Regions from separate parts of the Sus scrofa genome. Here region 2 is linked to region 1. Evidence: chromatin contacts called from public promoter capture Hi-C data. All regions are on one chromosome and are shown on one strand. The core of a region is the stretch at or near the end of the contact, and the rest is flanking DNA. Distances in the headings are between cores, read along the strand shown. Region 1 overlaps SLC7A1 (solute carrier family 7 (cationic amino acid transporter, y+ system), member 1). Region 2 holds the start of SLC7A1 (solute carrier family 7 (cationic amino acid transporter, y+ system), member 1).

Evidence for each region. Promoter capture Hi-C pulls out the DNA fragments that hold promoters and counts their contacts.
Region 2: a contact with region 1 is called in a promoter capture Hi-C map of fetal skeletal muscle, with 4 times the contacts expected there. The contact joins the promoter of SLC7A1 here to the enhancer-like site in region 1. A contact is called at or near these places in 2 of 5 promoter capture datasets (fetal skeletal muscle and liver), 8 of 47 Hi-C or Micro-C datasets (alveolar macrophages, blood, embryonic fibroblasts and 5 more) and 1 of 2 datasets of contacts at active chromatin or transcription factors (alveolar macrophages).

Annotation. Positions count from the first base shown.
Region 1 is chr11:6,548,102-6,556,007 of Sscrofa11.1, reverse strand. It overlaps SLC7A1 (solute carrier family 7 (cationic amino acid transporter, y+ system), member 1), which reads left to right. Exons shown (of 13, transcript NM_001012613.1): 6 at 4,919-5,040; 7 at 5,513-5,735; 8 at 6,356-6,495. Among named protein-coding and RNA genes, the nearest start is that of SLC7A1, 53 kb to the left of the region's middle. Within about 2 kb of position 5,202, at least 14 of the 83 cell types and tissues checked have an H3K27ac peak or open chromatin away from gene starts, as enhancers often do.
Region 2 is chr11:6,602,019-6,609,924 of Sscrofa11.1, reverse strand. SLC7A1 (solute carrier family 7 (cationic amino acid transporter, y+ system), member 1) reads left to right here and starts at 5,271. Exons shown (of 13, transcript NM_001012613.1): 1 at 5,271-5,557.

The sequences.
Region 1 (7,906 bases), core at 3,953-6,452:
CACCCCTTCTGTGTCTGTGGCTCAGGACACCAGGGCTGGAGGCAGGTGGCTGGCTGTTCAGGCCACGGTGTGCTGCCTTCCTGACAAGCTCATCTTATCTGGGATGAGCCAGACGCTTGTACGGTGTCTTGTTGTTCTTTTTTGTCAGATTTCTCAGGTGCAGTTTAGGTCCTAGGATGGAGAAGGGGGATTGTGGTTTTGTCTACAGTTCTGCTGTAATTATGGCTAAAGGTGAAACTGCTCTGATGAAGAGCCCCCCTCCTCAAATGCAGTGGCTTTAAAATGATGTCAGGCCCCCAGATGGTCCATGTGGCTTTTCTATTGTTCCCTATGGCGCTGTCCTCACGTGCCTGGTGGGAGCCGAGCTGTGGGCTCAGGCAGGACCCAGCTCGCCCAGAAAGGGACCGAGGATGAGGACTGCGTGCTCGAATGCGGAAGACACATGTCCCTTCCGCCCACACGCCACTGACCAGGGTCCTGGAGGCGGCCGCCTCTCGCTGCAGGGGAGGCGGGGATCCCACGCGGGGCTCGAGCGGTCACTCGTCCTCCAGTGGCCTGATCTGTGGGCGGGCCTGGTGTGTACCTGGTTCACACTGGAAGGCAGACAGGACACTCAAGCATTAACTCTCATATTATGTGGTTCACAGTGCAAATAAAAGAGCCTTCCTTCTGGGGACAAAACTCAATTACGAGAAATGAGGCTTCTATTTTTTAGTATCATTCCCAAGCATTCCCGAGGCAAATTCTGCCAAATTTATTGGTGCCCATGACTTCAGAGAGGAGTAAGGCCAATTTGAAAGGTGCTGGCTGTGGCGGGGGGCGGTGGGGGAGGAGCGTTCCCTTTATGGCGCAGTGGTTAATGAACCCGACTAGGAACCATGAAGTTGCGGGTTCAATCCCTGGCCTTGCTCAGTGGGTTAAGGATCTGGCATTGCCATGAGCTGTGGTGTAGGTTTCAGATGCGGCTTGGATCTGGTGTTGCCATGGCTGTGGTGTAGGCCAGCAGCTGTAGCTCTTATTCAACCCCCAGCCTGGGAACCTCCATATGCCACGGGTGCGGCTCTGAAAAGAAAACAAACAAAAAAACGAAATGCTTGGGAGTGACATAGGGGACTCTGAAAACTCTTGCAGATCAAGGGTTCAGCGAAGAGGCACCTCTTGTTTTCTGGCTGTCGATGGAGACTGAGTTTGATTGCTTTTGAAGGAGGTTGTTCGTGTCAGCTGGTGGTGGTGACTGTCCTTGGCCGCGGTCACTCTGTGTGACCCATCCGTGATGAACCTCTGGCCTCTAGTCCGGCCTCTTGGTCGCAGGTGGGGCCCCTTGAGTTAAGTCTGCCGCCACCTTAGGCACGCTGCCCTGCAGGGCGCGGGGTCGACAGGTCTAAGAAGCGGAGCGCTGCTCTTTGGTGTTATCAGAACCTGGAAGCATCTTTCTTCCTTTTAGTCCCCCAGCCGTAGGTTTGTGTTTCTGACAGCAGCCACGTGGTGTCGCAGGAAATTGCTTGTCTTCCTGAAGGAGGAGAGCATGTCCCAACCAAAGCTCTCGGGGACGAGGAGGCGCCCGGACCGCCTGAGGCTGTGACCCCTGGTGCTCGTTCTGCGGCGGTGGCGCCGGCAGAGCCCCCACCCCATGAGCCCCGCCTGGGAGAGGGGCCGCTGGCGTCTGCCCTGGCCTTGTGCTGCCCCGGCCGTCCCAGCCAGGGTCCTGGGGACGGGCAGCTGGTGGAACGGGACAGCCTCAGCCCCGCACGGAGGCACCTTGGGGAAGCCATCGGGTGCCGTCGGTCAGAACGGACCCGCAGAAGTAACCCCGGCCCCACGAGCGCAGCCCTGCTCCTCTCAAGTCGGCCCTGCGGGAGGTCGCCTTGGCCGGCCTCTTCCTCGGGGTCCGAGACGGCCGAGACGGCCACTCCGCCAGCAGGAAGGAAACGGAAGAGCAGAAGAGCACCCGCCGCCGGCTTCACCCCACCCGTCTCGGGAGGTGCTTTCGCCACGTCTGCTCGCGTCCGTGGTTTCACCCCGAGGCCCAGTCCGAGGGCCCTTTTCTCTATTCTCGGGGGTCCCGTGCCTGGTTGAAGTAATTAGAGTTCCTTTCCCGTGAGGAGAAGGGAGTGTGGCTTTCAGGGACGGCACGCAGTTTGTGCCAGGGCAGAGGGTGGGAGGTAGGCCCGAGCGCCCCCAGTATTGGGGTGCAGTTTACTTTATTGAAGTATATTCGATTTACAGTGTTGTGTTCGTTCCGGCTGTGCAACAAGGTAATTAGTTATGTTACACACACACACATTCATTTTCATATTCTTTTCCATTGTGGTTTGTCACAGGTTACTGAATATAACTCCCTGTTCTCTGTACAGTAGGACCGTGTTGCTTAGCCATCCTGTAAATAAGAGTTTGCCTTTGCTGACTCCAAACTCTCTATCCATCCCTCCTGTATCTCCCCTCCCCCTTGGCAGTCACAGTTCTGTTCTCTGTGTCTGTGGGTCTGTTTCTCTTCTGTAGATAGGTTCATTTGTGCCGTATTTTAGATTCCACATATAAGAGATATCTGGTATTTGTCTTTCTCTTTCTGACTTATTTCACTTCGTATGAGAATCTTTAGCTCCATCCATGTTGCTGCAAATGGTGTTATTTCATGCTTTTTTATGGCTGAGTAGTATTCCATTGTGTATATGTACCACATCTTCATTACCCACACCTCTGTCAGTGGACATCGAGGTTGTTTCCATGTCTCGGCTGTTGTGAACAGTGATTCTTTTTGCTTACTTCTGAGTAACCGGGTGACTGGTGTACAGAAGGGCTGGTCACCCAGACACAGGGGCCAGACCCTGACCTGAGGTCTGGGCTCAGCCTCCTCGGGCTCCAGGTGACATCTGCCAGGCAGTGGCCTGGCTACTTCTCTGAACATGCATCCCCATTTCTTCATGTATAAGATGCCAGATGGCCAGTGCTTACGACCACCACGTGCGGATAATGGCTTTTTAGTTGATTTATATGAAGAGCCTTTAAAAAATATTTCTCAGTGTCTTGGTGAGAGGCTATGTAGAGTGGACTTTGCAGTGGTTTTGTAGCGATACGCTGCCCCCTGGTTTAGGAACAGCCAGACTTTCCTTAAAATTTGAGTTTAAGTTTTGGAGTAGAGACTATATTACCATAGTTTCCGTCACAATATTATAAACCCGTTTACACTGAGAAGCTGTTCCCGCTCCTGCCTCTACCTCATCCTCCCGCCCCGTGGGTAATTGGTTTTGTTAGTTTTGTGTGTGCGCTTCAGCTTTTGTTGAAGCGCAGGCAGTTGCGGGTGTGTCTTTATGTTTATTTTGAATAGTGCATGTGTACTGTGTATGGGGTTTCCCTCTCCTTACATAAAAAGTAGCGTCGCACAGCCACTTGCTCACCACACCTGGTCACGCACCTGCGAATTCTGCAGACCTGCTCGTGTCAGGAGCTCGGCCTTTGTCACAGGTGCCTGAAGTCCCAGCCCCTGAGCCTAGCGGTGGTTTTGAGGGGACCCAGTGGCAGAGCTGGCTCGCAGTTCATGGAGAGCAGAGGGACACCCTTCCCTGTCCCTCGCGGTCCTTCTGCTCCGCCGCTGTCTGACTCCTCCCCGTCCCTGCGCTGAGGAGCCCAGAGGCCGCTTTCTGCCTCCTCGCCCTCTGCCGTCCCCGTGCTTGTCTGTCCTGTGTCTCCATCCGCGTGATGGGGGCGCGTCCAGCCCTCGTCCTCTCCCCAGTCCCGTCTCTCCCTGGGGTTTAATGAGTGTGCTGGACCACCCCTTCTTCCTCCCTGAAAATGGGGTTCCCAGAACCTCTCCAGGTGCTTCTGCCTGGAGGTGGTTTAAAGCAGACCCTGGGGTTCACGCTCTGACCCACGGCTGTTCCCAGCCCTTGATGCCGGGGGCATCTGCAGCCCTTCCGTACCTGTCCGTCTGTCTGTCTGTCCGGCTGGCAGCGACAGGGGCCCTGGGCATAGACCCGTGTCCTTCCATTAGTGTTCGGGTGCTGAAAGGGTCTGCTGGGAGCCCCCTGGGGACCCCGCCCCCTTTGGTCTTCCCATCCCCCCCTTCCCGCGCTGGCTGCCTGTCAAGTGTTTTGTTTTAAGCTTCAGCCACTTTTCACAATAGTGGTCAGCTCTCCGGAGTGCTCTGCACGCTTAGTGATGGGCAGACCTGGGGGGTGCGGGGCTGCCTGTGGGCAGCTGGGGGCGGGAGGACGCAGCCCTGCCCTGCGTCCTGTGCCTGGCTGACTTACCGGTCCCGCCTTTGTACCCGGCTGTGGGTGTGTTTTAGTCATACTTTAAATGGACACACTTCGTGTCAGCCTGGCAGTGGTTTTTCCTGCGTCTGGCATGCATGCGTTTCTTGCACTTGCTACAGGGAGGCCCATGTTTGAGAAAATCCCCAAGCCCTGGCTTTCCGGGGCTGTTTCTGAAACTGAGAAGTGTGCTCGTCATTTAGGAGTTGGGGTAAGGCTCCCCGACTAGAACATAGCCGGGTCCAGTGTGTCTGTTCCACTGGCCAGTCCGTGAATCCCGAGGACAGTGGCTTGGAGCGGTGAGCTGCTGGCAGCCCTGAGAACACCCGTGCTTGCCGACGTGGGGCAGGGCTGTGCCCTGAGGACCCTCTTTCTTTGCGGGTCCTAGGGAGGGGCCTCTGGTGTGGGTCCCTCTCCTCTCCCGCTGGGCACCTGCCTCGCGATCCCTGTCCCCAGTCGGTGTTTAGCAGGTGCTTCTGGGAAGGGCTTCATGCGCAGGGCTTCCTCCTGCCCAGGCGTGAGTGGTTGTGACAACTTCCCCAGGACCGGTCGCTGAGGGTGGGAGTCCTGGCCACAGGAGTGGCTGTCGGGTGGGGTGCTGCCTGGGGTGGCCCCTCATCGGGGCCCCAAGTGGGTGCTGTGATCTTGACTGTGGCTCTTTGTTCCAGTGCCACGAAGGTGGGGAAGCCAGGCGTCGGTGGGTTCATGCCCTTCGGGTTCTCTGGCGTGCTGTCAGGGGCAGCCACCTGCTTCTATGCCTTCGTGGGCTTTGACTGCATCGCTACCACAGGTACGCCCGCCCTTGGCTCCCCTGGGCACACCTGGGCTCACCTGGCCGCGGCCGCTCTCTCCCTTCCTGGGGGCGTGTGTCTCCCTCCCGAGAACCGTGTGGGTGTGTAGCTTCCTGCTCACCCGCCCCCGGCACCTCCCCACGTGCTGGGCCCTGGCCTCGAGCCCGGATGCTGACGTCGCAGCTGTAGCTGACTGCATATCTGCCTCCTCCCCGTCCCCCACCCGGGAGAAAAGGGGCCACCAGCGCTGTCATCGTGGCAGATTGAACAGCCCTTCCTGGGCTTCCCACATTGTCTCTGCCAGAGGAGACGGCCTGTCCTTGCTGAGCCACAGTGGGAAGGCCGAGAAGGCCGTCTGTCCCGGGCACCGTGTGCTCTGGTCCTCAGTGCTGAGGGCGCCCCCTCCCTCCCCCGAGCCAGGAAGGCCCCAGCCCCCTCCCGCCAGTACCCCCTGACCCTTCCTTCTTCCAGGGGAGGAGGTCAAGAACCCCCAGAAGGCCATCCCCGTGGGCATCGTCGCCTCACTCCTGATCTGCTTCATCGCCTACTTCGGGGTGTCGGCCGCCCTCACGCTCATGATGCCCTACTTCTGCCTGGACAAGGACAGCCCCCTGCCCGACGCCTTCAAGCACGTGGGCTGGGATGGTGCCAAGTACGCCGTGGCTGTGGGCTCCCTCTGCGCCCTCTCCACCAGGTGAGGAGCCGGGCTCCCGGGGGTGTGGGTTTGCTGCAAGCATCCCTCTCCTCCCTGGAGAGAGAGCTGCACCCCCCGACCCTGGCTGTGGCTTCTCCCCCTGTCGCTGCTGTCAGCCACCCCAAGGGCTGTTGTGCTCCTGACATTTCATCGCGAAGAACCCAAGCCCCATGTTTTAGCACCTTCTGCTCAGCAAGGGCCTGGCCGTCTGCCCCCCGACCATGGCCACTGGCTCAGGCCCCCTCTGTGGCCCCCAGTTTGAAAAAGGGAGCCAGTGGCTTTTGAGGAGAAACAGTTTGCCCTGCTCGCTCCTGCTGGCCTGGACGCACAGAAATGTGTGCAGGACCTCGGCTGACCGCAGAGAGGTCCCCTCAAGTGCAGCAGCGATGCTCTGATTTTCTCTTTGATTCAGCTAGAAATAATCAGTTTCTCTTCCAAAAAGTTACATCCTGATGCCCCGCTGGTTCACGGTAGACCTTTCCTGGTCCTGCACTTAACACAGACCTGCAGTGAGTGCTTTTCCTGGCGTGCTGCTGAGCCCAGGCCTCTGGCCGCTGCCGGGTGCTGCCTTGACTGCCGGTGGGCGATTGTGCAGATGCGTTTCGCTTCCTCCCATCCAGCCTTTTAGGCTCCATGTTCCCCATGCCGCGAGTTATCTATGCCATGGCTGAAGACGGGCTGCTGTTTAAGTTTTTGGCCAAGATCAACGACCGGACCAAAACACCAATAATCGCCACGTTAGCCTCGGGCGCCATTGCCGGTAAGAACTGGAGCTCGTTTCACACGCCGGTATTTTAACGGTGGAGCAGTTATTTCCTGGGGAAATACCTTGAATGGTGCTGGTCTCTAAGGAGTTATAGCTGGTCTTTTTAACATTTGTTTTTCACCCTTGGAATGTGGCTTATTACAAGGTAACTAATTCCCTTTTGATAAAAGGCAGAGAGGCCAGGTTTACAGAGGGTGTGATGGAATTCTGGAAATGTTTGAGTTTTTCAGTGATTATCATCTCGTTGGGCAGAGCTCAGAATACACACTGTCCCTTCAAAGCCCCACGTCACTTCTCTTGGGAAGTGAGTGTCTCTTACAATCAACGTTTTATGAAACATGCCACCTCTTCCCCAGGGGACGTGGCTGGTGAGGCCAGTTGCCCTGAGTTTATAAACAGTGGCAGACCCGGGACGGGGGCTTACCTTTTTTTCTGTTGGGCCACACCCGTGGCATAGGTAGGTTCCCAGGCCAGGGATCAAATCCAAGCCACAGCTGTGGCAACGCTGGATCCTTAACCCATTGTGCCACCAGGGAGCTCCTGGGGGAAGCTTATCTGATCGTGTCCAAGAAGACCTTCTGACCGAGGAGCGCAATGGACTGGAGAGATTGCAGCGAGGCCCCGGGCGCCCTGGAGGGAGACAGCTCTTTGTCTCCTGTTTCCTCCTTGAATTGTGTTTCGTGGCCCCGGGAGCAGGGGTGTCCCAGGCCCCAGGTGGAGGCTCAGAGGTGCAGGGTCTGTGCTCCTAGTCGGTGTGGTGCTGGCTCTGGTTCCTGGTTGGTTCGGGGCCAAAGAGCTGGTTCCTCCCTGTGAGAGTAGAACAGCCGGTCTTTGTACCTGGTCTGGCCTCGGCTGTGCCCCTTGGGCTCATCAGGTCGCCGGAGGTAAGGCGTTGGGCTGTCTCGGGGAGTGAGTGGTTGGCAGTGTTCGTGCCCTTGGCAGAGGGCACCGTGGTCCGTGCATTATTACATCCCGAAAGGAAGCTAGTTTTTCTCTGTCGTGTGACTGACTCTGCGTTCTTGGGCCTGATGGCAGGGGTCAGGTTCAGGAACCTCGTATGCCAGGATATCACCAGCGTGGCTAAGGATTAAGGAACCGGAAATGGTGTTTTTTCAGTATTTACATTTAATTTGACCTTAATCTCCTTCCCGCACTGATTAAGGGGCTCTAACCTTTAAAGGGACGGCAAAGTACTGGTGTCGCCAAACCGAGGATTTTACTCCTTTTCATTTGGCAGGAGGGGTAGATAAGCCTTGAGTTTTCTGAAGTCACCTCACACCGAAGAAGCCGGGCTCACGTTTCTCTGAGGGGGAGCGTGGGCATCTGCGGCTCACGCAGCGGGACCCCCCTCTGATGCCCCAAAGCCTCACGGCTCTTTGACTCTCTTGTTTAGGCTCAGTTGGCG
Region 2 (7,906 bases), core at 4,022-6,521, 54 kb before region 1:
GAACAGACTTGTGGTGGCCAAGGGGGAGGGGGAGGGAGTGGGATGGAAGATAACATAAAAAAGGAATGTATATTTATACATGACTGGGTCACTATAAAGGAATGCGTGTGTGTGTGTGTGTGTGTGTGTGTGTGTGTGTATCTATATCTATATATGACTGGGTCACTTTGCTGTACAGCAGAAATTGGCACAACATTGTAAATCAATGTACTTTAATAATAAAAAATAAAATACAGGGAGTTCCCGTCGTGGCGCAGTGGTTAACGAATCCGACTAGGAACCATTAAGTTGCGGGTTCAATCCTGGGCCTTGCTCAGTGGGTTAAGGATCCGGTGTTGCCGTGAGCTGTGGTATAGGTCGCAGACACGACTCGGATCCCGTGTTGCTGTGGCTCTGGCGTAGGTCGGTGGCTACAGCTCCGATTGGACCCCTAGCCTGGGAACCTCCATATGCCGCAGAAGCGGCCCAAAAAATGGCAAAAAGAACCCCCCCCAAAAAAAATACAATAAAATACTATTCTGTAGTATGACTGGGAAAGATGGGAGAGACGATGACAGCGAGGAAAAAGCCCACATCAGCGCATTGCTGGAAGCCTCTGAGGTGCAGTGACAACCGTCACACTACTTTTAGCCACCAGGATGCTCTTTGAATGAACGTTGTCTTCACGACAAGAACAGCTAAGATCTGTTTTAATCTTTACTGCTTTAAAGAAATCCCAACCCAAGGCTCGCTGCAACGCAGGAAGTACATTAAGCATATTTCACATTCCAGATGCCCCAGGGACCCAGCCCTTGGAAGAGGTGATGAATTATAACCTGCTGAACGGGGTGCCAACCAGCTGAATCTCAGCCCCACCTGTGAGGAGCTCGCATCCTTCCTTCATCCCGGAGAACACATTCAACCCAGTGCAAGGCAATCAGATGCTCCCTAGGCCAGGGGCTCTCCAAGGGGGCTGATTTTCACCTTCCAGGGCTGCCGGGAGACATTTCTGCATGGGAGAGGAGCCACCACTATCTAGCACGTAGAGGCCAGGGGTCGTGCTCATCATCCTGCGAGTACAAGGCTTTACCGGGCTGCAAACTCACCAGCGGACAGAGTGAGAAAGCTGTCTAGGGAGCAGCCTTCGTCTGAGCGACAGCCGCCCAGGCTCTGACTTAGAGCAAACCCTTTGCATAAGGTCTCCATGGCAAGTTGCTATCAGCTTGCAACTGGGGGATGCCCTTAGTTCACAGTGAAAACCTGTAAATACCACTGTCCTGGGGGTTTTATCCCCCCCAAGCCTCTGAGGAGTCAAGGAATAAAACAGGCACTGATGGGAGTTCCCGTCATGGCTCAGTGGTAATGAACCCAACTAGTGTCCATGAGGACTTGGGTTCGATCCCTGGCCTTGCTCAGTGGGTAGCTATGGCATAGACCAGCAGATGCAGCTCTGATTTGACCCCTAACCTGGGAACTGCCATATGCCCTGGGTGCGGCCCTAAAACAAAAATAAACAAACAAGCACCGATGAAATCATTCCTCTGGTTTCTCCTTGTATCAGCAGAGCACGAATTAGGTGAAAATTATTGATGATTATTGTAATAATGAGCAGTAGGCACCGCACAGGGGCCTCTTAACTCACTAGATGTTCCTCTTCATTTTCTCTTTTTGGGGCTGTACCTGCGGTATATGGAGGTTCCGGGGCTAGGGTCTGAATCGGAGCTGCAGCTGCTGGCCTACACCACAGCCGCAGCAACGCCAGATCCAAGCTGCATCTGCAACCAGCGCTGCAGCTTGTGGCCATGCTGAATCCTTAAACCACTGAGGGAGGCCAGGGATCGAACCTGCATCCTCAGAGACAACGTCAGGTCTTTAACTGGCTGAGGCACAATGGAAACTCCAGATATCCCACTGTTTGCATGAGGCAACTGAGGCCTAGAGACTTCAACCACCTGCTGAGGATCCCACAGATGGCTGTGTCTCTAACATGCTGGGCGGGGAGGTTGGGAGGGGCAAGAGCTGAAGCTCCCAGAAAAGGGAACGGTGCCGGTTCCAAATGACAAGAAGGAGCTGGCCAGGTCACAGCAGAGGTCGTCTGGAGAATGTGGTGACAACTATGTCCCTTACCCTGACCTGGACCCCCAGGGAAGCAGGACAGTGAGGTCTTAGCACTCAGCCAACTCCGGACAGCCTTTTCCTGCAACAGTGTCTGGCTATAAGAACACACCTTTACTGGAGTTCCCATCGTGGCTCAGTGGTTAACGAATCTGACAAGAACCATGAGGTTGCGGGTTCGATCCCTGGCCTCGCTCAGTCGGTTAAGGATCCGGTGTTGCTGTGAGCTGTGATGTAGGTCGCAGATGTGGCTTGGATCTGGCATTGCTGTGGCTCTGGTGTAGGCCGGTGGCTACAGCTCTGATTTGACCCCTAGCCTGGGAACCTCCATGTGCTGCGGGAGCGGCCTTAGAAAAAAGGCAAAAAGACAAAAAAAAAAAAAAAAAAAAAAAAACACACCTTTACTGTGGAAGAAGAAATGCCCCATCCGTGCATTTCGGTGACCCCACCTGAAATGACACCAGCCTGGCGCCAGAGCTAATCCCGATGTTCTCTGGGCATCTGTTATGTGGCAGGTACGGTGCTTGGTATTTTATAAGAACGTGGTCATTTGTTCAGCCCGGTACGACAATCCCTGTCTTAGAGCATGAGGAAAGTGAACTCTGGAGAAAGCTGAAATAACGCGCCCGGGCGTATGCGGCTTAGAAGGTGCACGGCCAGGAGCCGAAGCCGTGTTCTCTGACCCTAGAGCCACACGCCTCGCCCACGAGAACACTGCCTGGAAACACTTTAGACTAGGGGTGGACCCATTGCCTCGATCTGCTTGACCAGAACTGTGGTTAACTGGGTACTTGCTCTATGTAAATTTCTGCCAGGTTCTTTACGTGTGTATGTATTTCTATGTTAATATAATACATTCTACAAGCAGTTTTAGAGTCACAGAAAAACTGAGGGGAAAGTATGGAGAGTTCCCATATACACCCTGCCCCCTACCCAGTCTCCCCCAGTATTAACCTCCTGAATTATTATGGTATATTTGCTACACTTGATGAATCAATGGTTGACATGCTATTATTAGCTAAATTCCATCGTTTACATTAAGGGTTAGTCTTTGGGTTGGATGGTCTATGGATTTGGACAAATATATGCCTTATTTATCCCCCGTGCAGCACCACTGAGCAGTTTCGCCGCCCTAAAAATCCTCCATGTGCTACCTATTCACCCCTCTGCCCCTTTCCCCCACAAGCCTCTGGCAACCACAGATCATTTTACTGTCTCCATGATTTTGCTTTTACCAGAAGTTGGCATCATACAGTATGTCTTAAAAGAGGACACACACAAGTGCTTTTAGGGTCTAAATTCCAGCGTCTCCTTTCCTTAATTGTCTTTGGCATCGCGGCTCCATTGCCCTTTGATTCTCATTGAGGTTGCCGGTCACTCATGATCCCTCTAGACCTACAGTGTGAATTCTAACCTGCCTGAAATTTAGCGTAACTTAGAACACTCAGCCAAGGCTTTTCTTTCTTTCTTTCTTTTTTTTCTTTCAGCTTTTTCTATTTTCCTAACTTTTTGCTGAGACCTTGGGTATCATATTATTTTTCCTGGTTCACACTGAATTTTTTCTGCCAGGACGTTGCTGCTTCCAGGCCTTGTCAGGGAGAGCCTCCTATGGTCTTTCTGAAGGCGAATCCTGCTGGGTGGGACTGCTGAAAGCCTCCTTGGTTAAGCTCTACCCATCTGCCCAGCAGGGCTCGGAACACTTGCTGGCCGAATTTACAGATATTAACTCCGTGTTCCCTCTCCGTGTTGCCCACGCAGAGCATTATAATCTACCACACTCTACTTTACCTCCAAGAGTCTTTTAAAGAAAATCCTGCAGTCATATTTTGAGCACTGAGGGATATTTTGATAAGAATATGAAATTTATAATCTCCCAACAGGGTGAAATAGCTTGCAGAAAACCACACCGCGATTGAAGTGGTAGAATTCAGATTCAAATCCAGATCAAGTGCAAAGACGAAGTTGGTGGGCCTTGAATCACACCAGGCTTCCTAAGGTGAGATACTGTGACGGCTGGCTGGGTCAGAGGGTTGAGGAAGCTGTGTGGGGTTCAGGAAAAGCCTCCACAGGAGACCTTCTGAAAGCAACTTGAGAACATCAATTCATCGGTTGAAATGATATACTGCTGAAACTCATTGTTTTAAAATAAGGCATATATAGTTCTTTATTATAAGGTCAAGCATTGTTCAAAGTGTCTTGCAAATACTAGCCCATTTCTGTGTGTTCATTAAAACGTTTTCTGAAGCCAGCACCCTGCAATTATAGGCTTTACAAACTGCTACTGTAATTCCAAGAGTGCCAAACCCAGTGGCTGACAATGAGCCCCCATCACTGACCAAGGAAATCTGAGGGGTGCGGAAGCGGGCAGGAGGTGTGGAGGGGATTCAAAGGAGTGGACAACGGGCTATCGTTTTTCCTGTTTTCCTACAAAGTTACAGAGGAGGCTGGCAGGATTAATCTATCACCTACTTACCTCTCATGTCACAGGTTACTGGATCTCTAAAGACTGTGGTTCTTGCTTGGTTTTTTGGAGCAAAGAGAGACAGCAATGACGGAGCCTGTGAGATAAGCACTGTGGACTCCTGCTACAGTTTCTGCCACCTCTGGGGGAGTAGCTCCGGAAGTAGTCGCTGTGACTTGCCCGCCAGCCAGGTGCTCGTCCTACCGCCAGGGCACAGGCAGGCTCAGGCTTCCGGCCCTTCCCGAAGAGGGGCAAGGTAAGTTATTTATGAAAATAAGGGAAGAGGAATAAAATATTCCAATGATAAAGAACGAAGATTTATAATAATTAAAAAAACAACAACCCTTGAAGCGGCCCCCCCCCCGTCTCTTAGTCTAAGAAGCAAACTGGCCGCTGGCTAGCACCGGTCCGGAGGGCGTCCAGGGGCCACGAGGGCCGGGCCTGCGGTGGTAGCTGCGGGGACCGGAGGATGCGGTCGGGCGGCGCGCTGGGATTGGCGGAGAGAATGGCAACAAATGGGCGGGGCGACCGCCTCGGCGGCGGCAGGCACCGCCCACCGCGGGGGAATCCCAGGTTGGGGCGCGGGGCGCGCGAAGACGCCGCGCCCCGCCCCCCGCCCCACCCCTCCCGCCGCCCGGGCCGGAGCCGCCACCGCGCCGCGCTGCCATTGGTGCCCGGCGGTGACGCGGGCAAGAGGGCCGGGGGCGGCCGGGGGCGCGGGGCGCGGCTGATGAAACCGGCGCCGAATCCCGCCCGCCTTCGACTCTCCATTCAGTCGGCGCGGGCAGGTGTGATCGGCCAGTCAGCTGCCAGCGGGGCCTGCGGCTGCCGGGCGTCCGTTACCCGAGCTCCCACTCGCGCTGCTGCTCCCCGTGCGCCGCATCTCCGCCCGAGCGTCCGTCAGTCCGGCCACGCTTCCATCTGAACGTCCGTCAGTTCGGCCGCTCGTGCGTGGGTCCAGTCCGGGTCTTGCCCGCATCCCGCCGCCCGCCAGCCAGCCGGGTAAGTGCCCGGCCTCCGCCGGCGCCGGGGCAGCTGCCCCGCTCCGGGTCACCTTGCGGGGGAATCCCGGCGCCGCGTGGGGCCGCAGGAGGGCGGCGCGGGTCCCGGGCAGGGGCGTTGGTATCCCTTTGGATGGGCGGGGGCCGGGTGGCTGGTGCCGCACGCGGGCCGGTGCCCATGCGGTTGTCTCTGCCACGGAGTCCATTTTGGTTCCCTGAAGGCGCGGCGTGGTGCATGATGCAACACCAAGTGAGTAAACGTGGGCGACCTGGCGCTTAGGGGATGCCGACCCCGCGCTCCCTGTCGGGCACCCGGGCGCGGGGACGTAGGGGTGGTCGCGGTGGGCAGGGGGCGGGGAGCAGGCACGGGCCCGGCAGGCATCCGGAGACCTTCCCTTACATGGCGCGGAGCGGAGCACCCCGCCCCGCCACGAGGTCCACGATGTGTCATCGGCCGCGGGTCGGAAGCCCGCCGGGTGGCTGGAGGGTGGTCCTGCGGCAGGTGGCCGGCCGGGCCGGCGCCGCCCACGCCGCACGCCGGCCGCGGCGCCCACCTCCCTGGACCCCGGACGCGGCCGGCTGGCCTGCACCTCTCATCTGCATTCCCCTGGGTTATTTAAGGGAAGTTCCCCCCTCCCCCCCCGGCCCGGGTGGGCTTCCTTGTGACCCAATTGGGCCCTTAAAGGCTGGGTGGTTCAATACTTCCAGATGGGTTGGAGGGGAACGAAGTTCTTCCGGCTTCACCAAGGCAACCTATTTTCCCTGTGTTCCTTTCTACGTAGCAGAAAACTCCCCAGGCCAGGCAGGTCACGCCGTCATTCTAAAACCTGTGTGTACACAGCAGCAGTCTCTGTAGTACTACTACCGCGTGCTATTTTCGCTCCTTCCCCTTTTTGGTGGCTGTGGGAACCAGATAGAGTCCTGTGTAACTTGATTAGGCTAGCCGGACAAGTGCCTTCTGGCAGAAAAAATACACTTGCCAGAGCTCACCTTTTTTCCCCCTAAATAAGCTCTTTAAAATGTGACCAGGAGAACTGTTATGTTGGCCTCTGGCTGCATTTCCTAATTGTGTTTAATTTGAATTATAATTTATTTGGGATTTATCGTAATCGTGTCTCGCCATTTACTGTTGTGTTAAAATAATAGGAAACCATGATACATTTATCCCCCTGATATTTTTAGTTGGTCTCAGTGGAAATTATTATTTCTGTATGAACAAACCCTTCTGTCATTAAAACAAAAGATCTTAAGTCGCAGAGTCAGGAACTTTGGGGAACAAAGTCAGCAATTGATTAAAATGGTTTTTAAAGGTTTAATATATTAAGATCATATTTCATTATTATAGATAAAATTTAAAGGGTATCAAAGTTTTGACTAAAAAATATAGGACAAGAATTAATAGAGATCAGACATGTGCTCAGTTTAAATCTGGATTGAGCCACATGGGTGCTCTTACGCATATAATTGTTTACTTTAAAGGAAAAAGGGCTTGAAAGACAGGATTGCTGGCCTCGGGGAGCTTGAATTTTAAGACACATGTTAATTATATTTGATAGAACCTTCCATTCTTTGATGGAATTAAAGACATGTTTACCGGCTGTTCTAGTCTGTAGTTTCTTTTCTACTAAGGCCAGTAAAAATATGTAATTATGTTGGAGGGCCCAGCATTATGTCTAATTCAATTAATCCCTCTCGTTATTAACTATGTATTTGAAGGTATTGGCTTATTAATCCCAGAGAGGAATTTGAAGCAGGAATAAGTGCACCCTTGTTATGGAGAGAAACATTTCCCTCTGACCCTGGAGTGGTGTGGCCAGGGCATCATCTGAGATGTCCACCTACCACCTGGCTCTGAGTCCCGGGGGCCAGGCCCTGGTGTAGCTCTGTGTGGCTGTCCCCTCCAGCCCGGGGCACTCACCCCTGTCTGTTCCAGTTGAGGGCAGGTCCCGTGGGCTGAGAAGACTTTGCTTTTCCTCTCCTTGAGGCAGTGGGTGGTGGGAGGCTGGCCTGGAGTTGAAGAGTCACTTCAGACACGGTGCAGAGAAGAGATGAGGGGGGCAGGCGTAGAAGCAGGAAGGCCAGTTCAGAGATGCGTGACTTAAGTCTGGAATAAAACCCAGGTTCCGCGGATTCCTGCACGAGAGAGAGAGTAATGGCCATGTGTCATCTCTGAGAGAGACCTGACGGCAGCTTGGGCCGGGCTGGGCACGACAGGCACGTGAGCTGGTGGAGCTCTGCCCCACCTGCAGGCTGGGGTGCACGCTCCATCTATAGATTTGGCACCCCACACGTGGCCTGTGGATTCCAGTGTAGGGTGTGCAGGAGGCGGAAGGCGGTTCCGGGTAGGGTG